Linked DNA regions of Danio rerio: region 2 is linked to region 1. A link is a contact called in public Micro-C data. All regions are on one chromosome and are shown on one strand. The core of a region is the stretch at or near the end of the contact, and the rest is flanking DNA. Distances in the headings are between cores, read along the strand shown. Region 1 holds the start of dlgap1b (discs, large (Drosophila) homolog-associated protein 1b). Region 2 overlaps dlgap1b (discs, large (Drosophila) homolog-associated protein 1b).

Evidence for each region. A called contact is a pair of places that touch in the nucleus more often than the background predicts.
Region 2: a contact with region 1 is called in a Micro-C map of caudal fin, with 6 times the contacts expected there. The contact joins the enhancer-like site here to the promoter of dlgap1b in region 1. A contact is called at or near these places in 2 of 18 Hi-C or Micro-C datasets (caudal fin and an unstated tissue) and 1 of 4 datasets of contacts at active chromatin or transcription factors (embryo).

Annotation. Positions count from the first base shown.
Region 1 is chr24:9,383,218-9,390,144 of GRCz12tu, reverse strand. It overlaps dlgap1b (discs, large (Drosophila) homolog-associated protein 1b), which reads right to left and starts at 4,398. Exons shown (of 13, transcript XM_073941580.1): 1 at 4,191-4,398.
Region 2 is chr24:9,545,326-9,552,252 of GRCz12tu, reverse strand. It overlaps dlgap1b (discs, large (Drosophila) homolog-associated protein 1b), which reads right to left. Exons shown (of 13, transcript XM_073941580.1): 7 at 1,893-2,139. Among named protein-coding and RNA genes, the nearest start is that of tgif1, 97 kb to the left of the region's middle. Within about 2 kb of position 2,137, at least 4 of the 62 cell types and tissues checked have an H3K27ac peak or open chromatin away from gene starts, as enhancers often do.

The DNA of each region.
Region 1 (6,927 bases), core at 3,149-5,648:
AAAAAAGTCTCAGCTTTTATTTACATTTGAACAAAACTTTAGTTCAGAATTCGCCAGGATGTGAATATTTTCAGGCTTGACTGTATGTTAAAATAAAATGTAGACCGAAGCATGTATTTCCAAGGAGCCTGTGTTGCATTGGACAACGATATCTCACAGAAACGCTTATCACACACCAAAGAGGAAGTCCAAATCCGAATCTAATCATCATAATACACAGGTTCTGATTCATTCATTGAGTAGCATCAAAGAGCTTGAGTCAAGGTATTTTAAAAACAGCAACAAAGAAAGAGAAAGGGCAAACTATACATAATATATTATGTTCAGGTTTTAAGAATGCTGCATTTCACTTAGTACATGACCCACTTTAAGCTTTGCTAGAAGGCCATGACTGATAAGGGCCGGTGGAGGGAATTTGACCTGGACAACGGGGTTACACTTTTCACAAAAAATACTATAGGATTTTAATGACCACAGAGATTCAGATCCTTAGTTGGTCCCACTTTATATTAAGTGTCCTTAACTACTATCTACTTACATCAAAAAATAAATACAATGTACTTACTGTGTTTATAATGTATTTAAGAACACTTTTGGTGCTATTGAGTTGGGATAGAGGTTGGGCAATGGACAAGTTTGGTGGCATGGGTAGGTTTAAGGGTGGGTTAAGTATTAGGGATGGTCAACAGTGTATTTACAAATGTAATTACAAAAGTTAATTACAGATGTAATTACATACATGTATTTAATCAAGCATAAGTACACAGTAAATACATGTAACAAACTATTAATTCCTGTGTAAGTACATATTAGTTAAGGCCACTTAATATAAAGTGGGACCCCTTAGTTTAATACCTCAGCGAAAGGATAGTAATAATATGGAAAAAGCATCATCAAACTAAGGCATTAAGACCCAGCCTGACAAAGCAAGCACCACTAGTAGCCTCAAACCGACCTCTTTCAGCAGCAAACTACTGTATAGTGTTCCCAGGAGGTCTCCAATCCAGGTACTGACCAGGCTCAACTTCAGTGAGCAAATCAGTCCTGGCCAGCAGGGTGATAAAAAAATCAATGGGAAGCTTATTTGATGATAGTGAACATGTGTTCTTGTGCTTCTATTTATATCCTTTAGGACCCTCTCATATATTTTATTCATTTACTTCCTCATTCTTTCAGATCCATTTTCCATAACAACCATCTACAAAGGAAAAGACAACGCTACTCCATAAATCTAATTCCCAATCCACATCTTTAAAGCACTATCGGGTACATTTACACAACATACTTTTTCTTCACTATAAAAAAGGCAAATAGTTGGTGATGTCACTTAAAGGGCACCTATTTTACCCCTTATTCAAGATTTAAGATGAGTCTTTTGTGTCTCCAGAATGTGTCTGTAAAGTTTCAGCACAAAACACCCATCAGATACCTTTCAGAGTATTGGATTTTTTTTTTTTTACTCTGAACACAATGTAGTTGTTTTTGTTGCCTGTGCCTTTAATGCTGGTTCTCCCCGCCCACCGTTCCCCATTTGCCTGTCAGAGTGTGCCTCAATCTCCACCTCGGCTACGTCAGATAAACAACACAGTGACAGACATGAAGGAAGCAGATCTCACAAAACATTAAACAAGAAATACTACAGTAAGAACTTTCCCAATGATTATTTGATGTATTTGTTGTGGAGTTAATTCAAGTCTTTCTGCAATGATGAGTCACACACAATGTTGTCACAAAGTTCATGCACATGCGCACACACACACACACACACACACACACACACACACACAGTGTGCACTTTCAACTTTGCACTGTTTTAGCATGGCAAATGTGACAGGATACATGTTAATATCCACAGCTGTATGGATTTACATATACTGTAAGGATATATATGCTGTGAACACAAAACTAACCACAAGGCTATTGGGGCCGACATGCACTGTTTTAAAAACTTGTAAACTTCATTCTTGATTACATTGGATGATGATTGATGATCACAGAGAGATGAACAGTTAATTTTCCTGGTTGCTTTGCGCACGTCATGTCATGTTGATACAATTATAAGTGTGTGTTACTACATAGACATGTTATTACACAGTTGTCAATCAACTCGGTGGGTGGGGAACAACACTCCTATGTCACATTGCAGTCGACCTTGAAATGGGAGGGATTTGGATCCTATTTTAACATCAGGACATAAAAAAGGGACTTATTGTCTTTATATCATATGTCTGTGGACATGCTACAGGGTGGGCCATTTATATGGATACACCTTAATAAAATGGGAATGGTTGGTGATATTAACGTCCTGTTTGTGGCACATTAGTCTACTGTATGTGAGGGGGCTTGTAAATAACTCATGAAAGATAAAGCTACGTTTAAAACCAAGCACACCATTGTTTTTCTTGTGAAATTCCCAATAAGTTTATTAAGGTGTATCCATATAAATAGCTCACCCTGTATATTTCCACAGTTCTGTCTAAACAGCTTACAAAAGATGATTTATGGAGCCCTTTAAAATAAAATAAAAATTGCATGTGCACATCCACTCCACTCCACTAGTTTTGCTATTTTCATTTTTGTCGTATAAACAAAATTTACCCAAAAACTATATTATAAATTGGCCAAAATGCCTAACAATCAATACTCAGGAAGCCCTATTCACTGCCATACATCTATTGTTTACAATAGTAAAAAAAAAAAAATACATATATATATATATATATATATATATATATATATATATATATATATATATATATATATATATATATATATAAAAAATAAAAAATAAAAACCTTAAAGGGAACGTTCACACAAAAATTTACAATTTACTCACCAATGTTTCCAAATCTTCATGAGTTTCCTAGTTCTGCTGAACACAAAAGAAGATATTTTAAAGAAACTAGTAACCACTGACTTCCATGGTAAGAAAAAACACAATGAAAGTCAAAGGTTACCATTTCAACATGTTCAAAATAATTTCTTTTGTGTTCAAAAATAAATTAAAATTAAGTCAAACAGGTCTGTGACAAGTAAAAGGTGAGTAAATGAATTTCCAGTTTTGAGTGAACTATCCCTTTAAAGAATGTTGACTGATAAGACCGCTTAGGTTTCCAATCTCAGTGAGTTCATGCATGCATATTGCACTTTATATTTTTGTAGCTCCTTCACTTAAACACAAACAAAATTATGCTAAAAAATAAACTCAAACAGGTTTGTGACAATTAAAGGATGAGTAAATGATGACAGAATTTCCAGTTCTGAGTTAGCATTTCAAATAATGTTGTCCTAAACTGATAGGACTGGTTTAGATTTTTAATGTTACTGAGTTTATGCATGGATATTGCAGTTTATGTATTTTTAGTAGCTCCTTCAACTAAATCACAGAAATCAATTCCAAACAAAATTGTAAATTATAAAATCCACAAATCATTAAATGTTGACTTATTGAAATGTTATTTGTGGTTTTTAGATTATAACATTTATGGAAAGGATATTTACTATTTAAGCTTACATGTGAAGTTTTGTCCATTGTTTATTTTTATTTGTTTATTTTTTTGAATATATGAATAACAGAACACATGCAGTTTATTATGCATTCACACACGCATCTCTGCGCATTTACGCGCTACAAAACAATACTACGTTACGTCATAATTGACTTGATTAGATGCAGTTCATGTGTTCTAAACAGGACGATTTATTTACCATGACATGTTATGTTTAGTGCACTCGTATCGATCCGTGCGTAATAACATCCATTTGCCTGTATATGCGTGAACTTGTAAAAGCGTAAATGAAACCCGATCACTTCAAAAGTCAATTGTTGTGTTTATTATAACACATCCATGCTGTTCTACGTCTAAAATTAAACGCCAAGACTCAGGCAGCCTCACAATCAACAGTTCACTGTCGCACCTTATGGTCACTTGAGTGCGGTCCAATTCCCCGCAGCCCTAGGATCGATGGCAGTGACATGTTGAGAATTAAAGCGCTTCCCACAAGATAAAACAGTGAGGGATGAGACAATAACACATAATGACACAACTGACACATGCTTTTAATCTACGTTGTGGAAATCATCCTCGCAGTAGCCTACGTTCAAACCGGCGCGCGAGCCAGGCAAAGCACACACCGCGTCCAACAATTGCACATGAAATTAAGCTGTCAATTACGCGCACGCTTCTTACCTTGAGAGTTTTACGGCGCAGATAAACACAGTTTTCTCGGGGAAACAGATTGTTAAATGCATTTAATCCGTAACCGTGCGGGTTGTGTGGATCTCAGCGGTGGACTCCGTTGGGGTCTTGCAGAGAACGGAATTAAAGCCCTGGTTGCGGTGGGTAGGAGGTCCCCCTGCTGCCGAGTCCTCTCACTGCCGCGCGCGCTTCACCGTCTGCGCGCACAGTCCTGCAGTAGCATCAGCGGCGCGGAGGAAAGAGCCGGACACAGACAAACTGCGGAATGGATTCAGGAGGTCCAGTTGGTCCTGCGCGCAGACTACATTCCCACATTTGTCCTCTCGAGAGACTACAGCGTTTTGAATTATGATAATCTTCCACTATGGTGAAAATAATAGAAAATAAAATATTTCAACCCTCATCCCTCAGTTTGTCTGAATGATCTGTACATTATATTTTCCTCACTAAAGTCACACCTCTCGGTGAAAAAAATAATCAACAAGAGCTTTCACAGCTGTTATAATGTATTTAGTATTCTATTATGTAGTATTTTACTGTGCTGTATAAGCTTCACATAACAGATGATTAATATTGTTAATTACCCAGTTCGAAAGTTTATATATCGTGTTTATATACCGTATTACACGTGTTTTGACCTGAATGACCTACAGTTATTATTATGTTTTGTGAATAAAGATGACATTTATTTTTATATATATATATATATATATATATATATATATATATATATATATATATATATATATATATATATATATATATATATATATATATATATATATATATGTATAATTATTTCCTAATTTTCTATCAAGTCATTCATTTTAAAAATAAATAAATAAATAAATAAACAACTTAAGAAATAAAAAATATGCATATTTTCCTTTGGAAATATTGATAACAGCTTACAATAAGAGTACATGGATAGTGATGTAATAATATGTCAACTAAACATTACTTTATAGGGAAATATATGAGTCAAAGCATGTACTAATCAAGAACTAACATGAGTTCATTTGTGAATATAAAGTGTTATGGAAATATCATTGGACAAAATATCTTTCCAATGTCTAGTCCATTGATTTGTGGCTATCGTTTTCAATAATACTTTGAAATACTTTGAAGTGATATTTCACCCAAAATGATAATGTACTCACTATTTATTTACTCTCCCTCAGGTTACAAACTTTTTTGAGTTTCTTTCTTTTGTTGAACACATTTCAAGATATTTTGAAGAAAGATGAAAATCATTGACTTCCGTAGGTAAAATAAATACTACATTATTTATACTACATGCATTTAAAAAAAAAAAAAGAGTTTATTTTGTGTTTAACCGAAGAAAGAAACTCATAAAGGTTTAAAACAAATGGTAAATGCTGACATAATTACATATTTATTTGGATGAACTATCCCTTTAATTTTAAATTCTCACTATTAAGTGGCTTATTTCTGATTATTAAGATCTTGGTTATTTATTGTTAACATTTTCAAATTTTACATATTATTTTTTTTAAATTATGTTTTTATTTCACTCTTTAACAATCAATCATCTATAACAATTTTTTAAAAAGTTGTAAAAACAGTGCAATCACTAAAGAGAATGTTTTCTCTTATAGCTGGAATTAGGAATTTCAAATTTGATTTCATGGTTGCTTGATTCCCAATTTTGGAGACCCACTTCACGTTTTGCATGTCATCTTATTTAATTTTTTTTTAAATCATCGCTCAAAAGAAACACATTAGTTCTTCTGTCAAAGTTTTAAAACCTGCTGCTCTTTTCCTAATCCCGATCCTGAAGATCCGTTTCAGGTCTTGGAGTTTCTACTATGAAATTGGTGTGCTGAATTTGGTGTGTATAGTCAGGGTGCAATTTGCAGATATGTACATATTTTAATATAACTTTATTCTTCATGTTTGTTTGTTTTTAACGCTTGTTAGAATTTTTTTTCTGTGTCTGATTATTTAATAAACCTATATTTAATAATAAATAATAATAATATTATTATTAATTAATATTAGTTAATATTATAATAATATTATTTAATAATAAATAATAATAATAAACCTTATTTAATAAACCTAAAGTTTAAAACCTGCTGCCTCTTTTCCTAATCCTGATCCTGAAGATCCATTTCAGGTCTTGGAGTCTCTACTATGAAATTGGTGTGTTGAATTTGGTGTGTATGGTCAGGGTGCAATTTGCAGATATGTACATATTTTGATATAACTTTATTCTTCATGTTTTTGTTTGTTTTTACGCTTGTTAGAGTTTTTTGTCTGTGTCTAATATTTAATAATAAATAATAATAATAATAATAATAATAATAATAATAATAATATATGTTAATATTATATTAGTTCATATTATTATTTATTAATAAATAATAATAAACAATAAACCCTATTTAATAAACCTAAGGTTTAAAACCTGCTGCTCTTGTCCTAATCCTGATCTGAAGATCCATTTCAGGTTTTGGAGTCTCTACTATGGAATTGGTATGTAGTGTCTGATTATTTAATAAACTTATATTTAATAATATCTAATAATCAATAACAATATTAATTAATATTAGTTAATATTATAATATTAGTTAATATTATAATATTATTATTTATTAATAAATAATAAACCGTATTTAATAAACATGAGGTTTAAAATCTGATGCTCTTGTCCTAATCCTGATCCTGAAGATCCATTTCAGGTCTTGGAGTCTCTACTATGGAA
Region 2 (6,927 bases), core at 888-3,387, 160 kb before region 1:
CTCATACAAAAGGGTTTTTGAAACTCTCCATGTTTGATTTTGTTTTTATAAACACAATTATGCCGTCAAACTGTTGTAAGGCACGAGGCCGCACACGCCTCCCACCAGTGCCGATATACAGCCATATCGCACTGCTACTCGTGTGACATTGCTCATATATATATATATATATATATATATATATATATATATATATATATATATATATATATATATATATATATATATATATATATATATATATATGCACACACAGAAAGTGAAAAGATGTTCCTCAAAATGTTCTGGGTTTTGACACACACTTTCTCATGCTACCATATCACTGTATACTTCAGAAACTTCACTGGGTTACTGTTAAGTCACGTATTGATTTTACGACCTTTATTTTAACATAAAAAGCAGTGCATGAGCTATCACCTGACTACAAGGTCCGGATTGGCTAATCGGGTGGACCGGGAGGATTCCGGGTGGGCCGATCCGTTTTTTGGCTGTGATGGCCTATGTCCCTAGCTGCTAGCACTCTCAGCAGTCACATTTATTTATTTATTCATTTAATTATTTATTTCACCATAGCCTCACTCTTTTTATGCATTATTTTGCCGCAGCTTTTGTTTTCTCTGAGCCCCATGAGCAAAATGCAGCCTGCAGGTTAATGATGACGTAACTATCATTCGACCCCAAACAGCGGCACCTTAGTGAATATAAGAATTCGAATAATTAAAATAATGAATATTACACCTGCTCAATGAAAATTTGATTATTCACTACATTAATAAATCTGACATGACTTGATCTGAAATCTAAAAAAGGGAGAAAAAGTTTAAGCCATCAATAGAAAGTAATACTGTGGTTAAAAGAGTCTTGCAGATGACAGTGCAATACTTATTTTTTATTCCAAACAAACTGGCATAACAGAACTATTGTGGTTCAGTGGTCAGCACGTTACGTTGCGCTGCCGCCAACCCGAATTTGAACCTCATTCGAGTACAATTAGTTTTTTTTTTTTTCATTTTTAGTGTTAAGACATATAATGCTGTTTGGTTTACTTATGTAGGTGTACGTATTTAGTTTTTTGTGTAACCACCGTTACAAAGGACTCCGTATCTATAAAAAATTTTGCACATAATATATATTTAGATATTGCAGGAAAGGACATTGTGCTGTTTTAAAGAATAGTGCTGGAGATTTAGCTACCTTTTAATGTTCTCATATTTATGAAAAACATTTGAAGTTTTAAAGCAGATGTTTTCTTGAAAGAGACGTGATAGTGTCATTAGAAACTGAATTGGAAATGACATTATTTTAATATAGTCAGTCGTGAACTGAGGTAGGCTGCTCTAAGGCTTGAAACTCCTGGGCTGAAAAGGAGTCCCACTCTGGCCCTGCTGATACATTTGTGACCTGGTAACTCTCGCCACTTCCACCAGGCAGTCTTCGTTTTCCATCTGGACGTACACTGAGCCATGTTGTAACTAAAGACCATGGGTGGTCAAGCTTTTTCGTACAATATGCCTAAGCTATGGAATGGTCTACCCATCAGCATCAGTAATGCTTTAAGAAACCTCTCAAGACTCACCTTTACCATTGTTTTTAACTTAAGTTGATTATTTTTGTCAATTTGATCATTCAATTTTATTGTTCATATTTTATTGTCTTATTGTCGTGTTTTTTTTTTAAAACTGTCTTTATTGTTCTCCTTTCTTACTGCTTGCCTTGTATGCCTTGCATGCTCCGTGTCTGAGAAAAGCGCACTATAAATAAAATGTCTTATTATTATTATTCTAAAAAAGGTGTACTCAAGTCAGTGTAAACTTCATTAAATAAGGCTGAAAAACAATCTGAGCGTTGTGTCATTGGCCATGATTAGATTTATGAAAGAGTTGTGCTCATACCTGTGCTGCTCTGTATGGTTCTGACAGTAGTTGTAGTCCGCGGAGGTAAAATGGCCTGACGTGTCGCTCTCTCCTCCTCCTCCTCCTGCGAGCAGCCTTTCTCGATGGCCCGCACATAACTGTGGCTCCTCATGCGGAAACATCCGGAGCCTGGCAGATCCAGAGCATCTACAGCCTGAGACTCCATCTCACTGAAAACACTCTCACACACGGCCTCGATCTGCCCGTTCACCTCCACCTCACTCACCTGCAGAGGGAGACAACGCAACACTGTCAAAAGAACAGCTCTATACCATTCTGACGTGGGATTTACAGTCAAACCAACAACATTCAAGAGATATTTTGTGGATATTGTTGTGACAGTGGGTTTTTGACACTATTGTTTTTATGTGAGGATCGTAAAATAGATTTAAAAATAAATTTGTATTATACTAAAACAGTGGACTATAAAACCAAAGAAACTTAAGAACCTGCTGCAGCGAGACTGGGGAAATATTTGAAAATAAGTTCAGGTTTAGAAAATAATTTCAAGTTGTCATTGAGCCTAAGGATGTATTGTTAGTCATGCAAATAGTCATATTAAAATGTGTCTGGAATATTATTGGTTGACAGTAAACCCTCTCCGTTATTCCTCATGCTCTTAAATTGTATAGATTACGCATAATTCATAGAGTTTGATGTTTTTTTAATTATTGTATTATGTTATATAGTAGTATTTTTATTAGTTAAATATTGATTTAAGTGTGTGTTTGACCCATTTCAAAGAATTGTGCTGCAGTGCCCTGTCCTGTCAAATTTTAAATAAAAAAACTAAACTACACGTGTATTTCAAAAAGTCTTCAAGAATGAAAATGAATATGTTTTCACACAGTTTGACTGAATCTATTCATATTTTATTAGTATTTTATAAATTAAACTGAATAAGCTGTGTCCGCACTGTAAAAAATTGTCACTTAGTCCTGACAGCGTATGTTTTTAGGTCATTGTAACTTATTAAACTAAGTTAATCATGTTCTAACTTAATTTTCTAAGTTACTCAAGCTGTTTTAAGTCAGTTTAACAATATAAGTTTAATGGATGGTTAATTTAATTCAGTCTCTAATGCTCATTCTGCATCATTCTCAACAAAGCTTTAACACACTAATACAGATAACAGAGCAGAAAATAAAAGAGTGCAGAGGGGAGGAAATCTGTACAAGTGAAAGGCTGCATTACTAGTGCTCTTTCTTTACTACAAGTGTAGGGCATGACAGAAAGAAAAGGTGAGATTGGATTATACAGAAATGAAGCAGTGAAAGGAGTCTTGTGATTTGAGGATGGAAAGGAAGTGGAAACATGGGACAAAAGTGAGATGTGATTGGATAAAAAATAAAAACAGCAAAGGGGGCCGCAGTCAGGTGGCATTTACACTAGTAGTGTGTTTTTGTTTTGATACAGCATTTTAATATAAAAACACACTTGTACAGACTGGTGTTTTTACTGCATTCAAGAATAATACAGTCATGGTCCACACTATACACTTGAAAAAGCTACATGACGATACATGACCATTCCCACTCACACACACTCATATTTTTCCCAGCCTGATCCAAACAAGATATTGCAACTATTTTATGTTTTGTCAGTTTAGTGGCTAATTCATTCAGAAGACTTCTGTCGTATGAAAATTTAGCAAATCGTACTAAATTGTACAAATGAGATTGTAGGAATTCATACAAATTAGCCACTAAGTTACGAATTGCCGTGAGATAGCGTTGAATTTTCCAGCATCCACATTTGCCATCTACCACCTTTTTAACAGTCATGTGAGAAAGGCTTGGAGAATCAGGGAACGATATGCAATAGTCCAGAAGACCAATCAATAAAACGGCTGTTGTAAACAGCTAAACCAATATTCACTAAACTTTGTTGCAATAAAACCTCTTAAACTCCAGCAAGGTACAGTGGTCTTAAAATAACCCACAATAGACGAAATCCGCGAAGTCAGCCTAATTTTTTTTTTTTTACAATTTTTATAGATGTTTTAAGACAATAAAACGCCTCACTACACACTACCTTTCTCTGACAGGCATTAACATTTGTACCATTTTCTTTTTTTTTTTTGTTTAACCACTGTCAAACCTTCATACAAAAATAAGTTCAGTATCATAGAATGTAAGCTCTTTCTTTATGTAACGAACCGAAGATTAATTCATTCCATAATGGTGCCCTGCAGCCGCGTAACTTCTACCTTCTTTTAGCTTGTCCAGAATACTCCAAATACTCCAAACTTCTACCTTCCTCTGCCTTTTGGGTGCCACCGTCTGTGCAGGTTTTGTCAACATTGTGGGGTTTGTTGGGGAGAAAAATTGCATACAGTACATACAGTCCAGCACTTCAGAGTCACACTGCGAGCGATCAAAGATTTATGTAAATTTGGCAAGCTGAGCGCATTCTGTATACAGGAGACACGGCACAGAGATTGATTGACAATGGAAGTGCACAATCAGGATGCAAAATGCACAATCGAGATTTAATTTTATAAATTAAAAGTTCAGATTGACAAACACTGTAAATGCAAAAATGTAGCAAAAATACCTATATTTTGCACAAAAAAATAATAATAATCCACCATTCTGCACATGACTACTGCATTTTAAAATAAAGGGTTGCATTTCTGGTTTGGGGAACTGAAGCATTTAATTTAAAACAATAAATCTGTGCTACACTCTCAGACAAAATGGTACAATGTTGTACCAAAGAAGGTAAAAACCCTTGTCACTAGGGCAGTACCTTTTCATGGAACAGAATTGCACCCTAAGACAAAGAAAGTAATTAGTACCGTCATACCTTTAAGGACATGATTTGTACGATGGGGAGCCAAAATGTACCTTTGGTTTTAAAACCTGCAGATACAATATTGTACCTTCATCAAAGGTACAAATCTGATCCACAAGGGTAACACTACAGTGACAAGACACTTTGTACCTCAACAGTGTCAAATGTGTCCCTTTAAGAACCATTTAAAGGCCTTTTGATTTATACAAAATGTGTCAATTTATTTTCAGTAAATATAAAACAATCAAACAGTTTAGTTTCAGTTTACAAAAAAAAAATATTTTTGTGTAAATGCACAGTTTTCAATTTACTCAATTAATTAGAAACAGAATTATGCAAAATAGTGTACAAGATATTTTTAATTTAATTGTAATATTACTAAAATGTCTGCAAGAACGCTTTGCATATGCAGGACTTTTGCCAGCTCACATGTAAAGCGAACACCAAAAGTTGGGGATATCTACAATGAAAATGTATTTATTAGAAAGTGCTTACCAAATGTTTATTAAAAAAAAAAATCGCTTAAATGTTTAGGTATATACCTATAGTTTTATGTTTTACCAGTTGTTTTGTATTATAGAAATTAATAATCAATGTTTATGGGTTTCTTTAAACATATGCTTTTAAAATTGCTTTCCCAGAAATAATTATTTTCATAGATATTGTAATAAAGAAGAAGTTGTCCAACACTTATGTACCTTTTTTATAAGAACAATTGTGTGCCTTCATTTCTCATAGGAGGTTTTTTCTGTACCATATAATGTACAACATTTACAAAGGTACAAAACTGTTTCTTAAGAAACATTATTTATCTGTCATGAAATTAATGCAACATTATAATCACAAAGCTCATTTGAATACATTTCTTTTAATTCTTATTTGAGGATTTTTTACTCTGGGGGGTTTTCTTTTTTCATTCCCTGCAATACAGTAGTACTCAACACATCAATAATATTGATGTGGGAAGACTATTGGGGTTATTGGTTGTACTGTAGGCTGAAAGTAATCTTTTCATTTTAATAAGTTGCTTTTTAATATTTAATGAACGACCTGTAAGGATAATAAGGCCACTTCGTTGTGCTTTAAAAAAACAAGTAACATAAGTTACTCAAATAATTCATGAAAAAAAAAAGAAATGGAACAGATAAGGTGTATGTTTAGCAAAATCACAACAGAAGGATTTTTTTCTGTATTTACTATCACATGGCATTTGTAGAAAATAGCTCCCTTGGCCTCAACAAGCGGCCCTATTGCACTGCTGTACTGTAGAAATCTGTTCATCCAGAAATTCTGATTCAATAGTTTCTCTGTGAAATCTTGCACACAGTAATTCCCCTGAAAAGTGTATTTGTGGCTGCTCCCAAGTACAAAGGGACTGCCCTTATATCTATGGTTGTCTTACACACCTACGTATCTTAATTCAATATGAGTAAACCTTATATATTGATTGCTATGATTTTTTTTTGCGAGAGGACAAGTTTAAGGTAACACTTTATTTTGATGGTCTATTTAATTATTAGCAGACTGTCTGCTTAATATCTGTTGATACTGCTCCTTCAACAGACAACTGACCATAAGAAACTTTGCATATGCATGTCTACTTACACCAACCCTAACCTAACAGTCTATTTATAATCTAATGAGAATTAGTTGGCATGTAGATGCAATGTAACTTAAATTTAACCAACGGACCATCAAAATAAAGTGTGACCAAGTTTAATCACATAACATTTAAACACAATAAATACTAATTGTTTTTAAGTGAATTTAAATAACATGGCAAAGGTTTCCACAATTTTGTAATAGAAATGCAAGAGCCACACCTACACCCAACATCTTTGTATAGGGTCCATTTAAACAACAGCATTTTTAGCCACAAAATAAAAAATATATTTTGAATGTGTTCTGCCTGCTCATTTACACAAAGGTACATGGCAAACACCACCATTATTCTTCCCATTTAAACACCCATTATGGGAATCTTGAAAAAGAGTGACATCTTGCACTGAAAAAAAGCACTAGAATTTACTTTAAAAAAATCCTTGTAACAATTTGCACAAACAAATTTCAAGTACATTTTACTCTTATATCAGGTATAATTAGCTTTTCAATGTCATGTCAAATTTACTTCATGTTTAACTTGACACTCCTGATTTAATTAAGTAATGCTAAAATTATTATCTTTCATTTTGTTTCATACTTATTTAAACGAATCAAG